Regions from separate parts of the Drosophila melanogaster genome. Here region 1 is linked to region 2. A link is a contact called in public Hi-C data. All regions are on one chromosome and are shown on one strand. The core of a region is the stretch at or near the end of the contact, and the rest is flanking DNA. Distances in the headings are between cores, read along the strand shown.

Region 1 (2,703 bases), core at 112-2,611, 140 kb before region 2:
AAAGTAGCTTCCTGGTAACAAATTTAATTTGTGTTCTAGACAAAGGCGTACACAGAGAATTGTTATTATAGTAAAGCTGTATTGCAGTTTTTTTTAGAATTTTTCCACGTTATAGGCAGCAATTTAAATGCGAGACTCCACGGATTTCCCCGTATAAATTCGAGCAATTTAACTTCGCGCTTCCCGTAAAAAAAAACATTGAATATTTACGTAAGCACCTCTTCGCTAATTATTCACTAAATATTTATGGCATCCACGTAGCTAACTGCTATTTTATTCACTACTCTAATGTAAGTAATCAGTAATATAAATATAAACAGCCAGACTTAATGTAACAATAAACAACGTATTGTTTGCCTCGGTTTTTTCCATTCTATCTGTAATTTTTCGCTATAATTATAATGACAATTATAACAAGTAGGTGCTTAAATGTAATTACGAAGCTGAATTTAGATGTCTTTGTCTTAATTTGATAGTTATTGCATATTCAAAATGCATTAGAAATGCCTAATTTAAAAACAAAATGCAAATGAAGTTGCTTTTAGAAAGTTAATAAAATTACCTTTATGTTTTTACATCTGCAAAGATCCTCTAACTTCTAGTAACATCTCTATTTTAAGCTTAGTAAAACTAGGTTTCATCTAATTATTCCATATATGTTTAGTCATTTAGCTACGTAGTTCTCCTCCTCCGACTTTCCGAAGTAATCGTCGGATTTGTAGATCTCCACAGGCTGATATTCCTCCTCGACGAGATTGGATCGTGGCAGGGAGCTGAGTGTGCTGGTATCGCTGGCACTTAACTTGGCCTTCAGCGGCTTCAGGAGAAGTCCCTTGAGGCTGTAGTCTGTGACATGCAGCTCCTCCTCGGCTATATCCACAGATCTTTCCACTTCCGACAAATTGGCACTAACTACACCCACACATTGCTCCAGACCATCGATTCTGGCCTTCAGTTGCTCGAAACTGTCTGTGAAACCTAGTATAGAGCAGACGTTGTTGGCCATCATGCCATTGGATTCCGCACGCACCTAAAAGTCAATAAACTATTAGTGAAAACACTAACTTTAAAGAAAACAACTAACCGAAGCCAACAAAGTCTCAAATTCATCCAATCTGGCCAGCATATCCTCGATATTCGTGCACAGTGGATTTATCTCCTTCTCCAGGTCGGCGCTCTGCAGTATCTTTGCATAGTCCCGTGATACATTCTCAATATTCGATTGCATATTTCAGGCGTTGGTTTAATTAGCTGAATATTTGTAAATACAAGCAACAATTGTTTTCACTTTCGACCAGTGTGACCATAATTGAGGAGGGTAAAACTCCTATCAGCTAAAGTGTGACCCCAAAGCATTTGCCCGCTGTCCCGCTGCTGCTCATTCTGGTCATACTGTTTTCTATTGATTTTGGAAATTGTTAGCTTGCAGCATTTGCTTGGATTTGTAGCACAATGAGTGGATATCGAGGCATTGGCGGTGGGGGCTTCCCCTACCGCAAGCCAGCAAGTTCCGGCAACAACATGAACGCCGTACCGCCGCCCCCGATGCTGAATGCCCGTGGCTATTCTGGTTCCCGCGGAGGATTTGGAGGAGCAAGCCGTGGCGGTGTCACCGGGAGCACTACATCAACGTCCAAGCACGGCTACTCCACCTTGGACTCCATCAGCCAGTACACCAATGCCACCAATCTGGTTGGCAAAAGGAAGCACCACACGGACGATGACTATTTCGATGATGACGATGAGCCCCGGGAAAAGGAGATAGAACAAGCCTATATACCGGCACCAGGATCCCCGGGAGCTCCGCCAACGTCGGCCAAAAAGCAAGAGGATTCCGATTCGGATGAGGATCCCCTCGAGCAGTTCATGGCGGGCATCAACCAGCAGGTGGAGAAGGAGAAGCGTCAACAAGCACCTAAGCCGCCAACTCAGGCGGTGAGAGGTGACATCGATGACGAGGACGATGAGGAGAGCTACTATCGCTACATGAAGGAGAATCCCAATGCTGGACTTCGCGACGAGGGATCCGATCAGGAAATCGAATACGATGAGGATGGCAATCCCATAGCCCCACCGAAGAAAAAGGACATTGATCCTCTGCCGCCCATCTACCATTCCGAAATCGAGTACGAACCCTTCGAGAAGAACTTCTACACGCAGCATGACGACATAGCCGCCCTGGATGATGAGCAAGTCCGGGAATTAAGGCGCACACTTGGCGTAAAGGTCACTGGTCCATCACCACCCAAACCAGTCACGTCCTTCGGCCATTTCGGCTTTGATGAGCAACTCATCAAGGCCGTGAGGAAAGCGGAGTATACACAGCCCACACCCATCCAGGCACAAGCAGTGCCCACCGCCCTGTCCGGCAGAGACATCATTGGCATAGCCAAAACTGGTTCCGGTAAGACAGCAGCTTTCATCTGGCCGATGCTAATGCATGTGATGGATCAGAAACAGCTGAAGCCAGGCGACGGACCCATAGGACTTATCCTAGCACCTACACGCGAGCTTTCCCTGCAGATCTACAACGAGGCCAAGAAGTTTGGCAAGGTCTACAACCTGAACGTGGTCTGCTGCTACGGCGGAGGCTCCAAATGGGAGCAAAGTAAAGCTCTGGAACAGGGAGCGGAAATTATTGTGGCCACGCCAGGACGTATGATAGATATGGTCAAGATGAAGGCCACCAATCTGAGGAGGGTC
Region 2 (2,700 bases), core at 176-2,675:
GCTTACACAGATAAACTCGAACTAACGTGAATGGTTGGGGGTGGGTGGGGGGTTGATGTGAAAGAGAGCTCCACACACACACAAGTACACGCACACAATTGCATAGGCATTAACATATCAAATCCAAAGGCGAAACATTCGCAGCATTCTCATTTCGCAAATTGACTTTAATATTTGTGCTGTGTTTGTTTGCCTTTGCTTTTGTCTGTGCCTTTGTTTATTTCTTGCTTTTCTGCGTTTTAATTTTATACGATAATTGTTTGCCGCCAAAGAAAGTGTGAGCGAGAGGGTGATGGCTATAAGTGGAGAGGGGGTGCAAATTAATTGATACGATATTATTATTTATTTAAATGCTAATGGGACATTTTAGTATTTTAACAATTCTTGCGCCAAATTGATGGGCCATAAAAGTTATAAGTAATTCGATTTTTATGGTTGATTAATTGGCGATCATTTTTCAAGAATCATTATAAAAAGTCGTTCACCGATTTGAAGATTATTAATAAACTGGCGGTAACGGTATTAAAAATTACACTAAATGCTTGTTAATTTATAGGTTTGTTTTTGAGCAATTTTTTAAGTTTTAAGTGCTATTTATCACAGTGTTTTTTTTAGAAATCTAGATGATAACTGGACTGTATTTGAAATAGTTACGATTAAGAAAATTCTAATTTATTTCAGTTTTAAAATTAAAATTGTAAATCCGATTTATAAATATCCGATTTTGCCAATTATCCACTCACATATTAGTTTGAGTACATTTCTGGCTGCACTGCCACAACAACAATCTGTGGGAGCTGTCAAAACTATTTAATCTAAATAACAAAAAACCGCAGAGTGGCCAGCAGCAGCAACAACAACAATGACGACAACATTGCCCCAAAGGGGCCAATATAACAACAATCACACAAGCAACACAAAAGCGCACACCAACGCGCACAAAGCAACAACAAGAGCGCGAGGAGAACAAAAAAAAAGAGAACAGCAAACAATAACACCAACAACAACAAGAGCGCAAACACCGCAAAATAATAAACCAGCTCGACAAGTCTAAATCACACTCATTAGCAAAAGCCCACCGAAAAAACAACAACAACAACTACAGCAACAAGAATATCGCACTGACCCCAACATCACGCTCTCTCGCTCCCACACTCTCCGTCTCGCTCTCTCCTTCTGTTGGCCGCGCTCCCCACACAAATCAAAGTACACACAAACACACACACCAACACGCTGCCACACCATCATATCTCAAATTGTTAAACGATGAGAACGAGATGAGAACCTAATAAGAAACCGAATACAAAAGATAAACACAAGCGTAAACATTTAAGTAACAAAATTGGCTTTTTGTAATGCTGAGCGAGCGAGCGAGAGAGCGCAACGACTCTCGCTCTCTTTCTCTCGTGAGAGAGCGAGAGAGTTTGCTGCACGGCAACACCAATACACTTGCGACTGCAGCACGGCCATACTGTTTTTGAGAGAGCTTGAGAGAGAGCAAAGTAACGGCCCGTTTTATCCAAGTGTTTGTCTGTGTGTGTGTGTGTGATGTCAGTGCAATTGTTTTTTCAGTGGACAGATTGCCAATTGATTGTTGTTGTTGCTGCTGGCGCTCGCAGTCGCTGCCTCTGCCGGCTTCGTCGCTCTACGCTTTTTGTGCTTTTCGCTTCTTTTTGCCCTCCCCCACCTCATTTTTTGCCTTCGCTGCCGACAGCGCTGCCTTTGGGGGCATAAATGCTCGCTGCCTGCCCCACAAGTGCAAACACACACACACTCACACACATGCCGGAACACACATCGATTTACAGTGGGACCTTTGTTATATTGTCAAATGCCAATTTTTATAACACTTTCTTACTGTGTTGCTTTTGAAATATTCATGTAGAGCTTGTGTTATTATCCTGCTTATTATTTGATTACCAAAGCGAACTTCGGAAGTTTTCATTAGCAAAAATGAAAAAATTCTTTATTTTATTATTTCCTAATTAATACAGTTTTATTTGGTTTCGTTGAAAGCAAAATACTTATATTATAAATCGATTGGATAATTGACGTTATTAAAGTTAGACTTTTACAGCTTTTACCGTATACCCTTCATACATGTGCCATGTTTTCTCGCCTCCTGTTGTATTTCCCCATTTTCCATTTCCATATACTGTTGTTGTTGTTATTGTTGCTGTGCTTCCTTGCTTTTTCTTATGCTATTTCTTTTTGTGTCTTTTTGTTTCGTTGTTGTGCAAAAGTTGTTAATATATTTGTAAAATGAAATTCATTTCGGAATTGCTGTTTGTTTTTCAGACTCGAGAGTGCTTGCGTGTGTGTGCGTGTGTGTGTGGTAGTGGGTGGCACCAGGATATTGGTGACAGGGGGCGTTGGTTGGTAAGCTTGTTCCGCATAAGTGGGTGTAAAAGGGGCGCTGCAGGAGAGCCAGTGGCTTCAATAGGCGACTTTAGTGGGCAACCAATTTACACCGAATGACAATTTTGATTTATCATTTTTGATAAGCACGCGAGAAACACAAAGAGGTCATCGAATGAAGTTTACAGGTTCATAAAGGTTAGAAAAAATATGGTTTTTATAAAAAACAACAATTGTGCTAATTGAGTTGGGAAGCTGTGCCAATAAAACTTCAATAGAAGAATATTTCCTTTAACTACACAAACTGACCAAAAAAACATGTATTATTATTTATTCATTTTA

What was found. A called contact is a pair of places that touch in the nucleus more often than the background predicts.
Region 1: a contact with region 2 is called in a Hi-C map of the Kc167 cell line, with 2.4 times the contacts expected there. A contact is called at or near these places in 34 of 107 Hi-C or Micro-C datasets (the Clone 8 cell line, the D17-c3 cell line, the Kc167 cell line and 18 more) and 1 of 7 datasets of targeted methods (the Kc167 cell line).

The regions. Positions count from the first base shown.
Region 1 is chr3L:10,877,695-10,880,397 of dm6, reverse strand. CG6418 reads left to right here and starts at 1,361. Exons shown (of 1, transcript NM_140156.3): 1 at 1,361-2,703. The coding sequence starts at 1,453. It overlaps Blos4 (Biogenesis of lysosome-related organelles complex 1, subunit 4), which reads right to left and starts at 1,313. Exons shown (of 2, transcript NM_140157.3): 1 at 1,085-1,313; 2 at 210-1,030. The coding sequence starts at 1,228. The coding sequence ends at 665.
Region 2 is chr3L:10,735,901-10,738,600 of dm6, reverse strand. No RefSeq gene overlaps it. Among named protein-coding and RNA genes, the nearest start is that of CG43245, 35 kb to the left of the region's middle.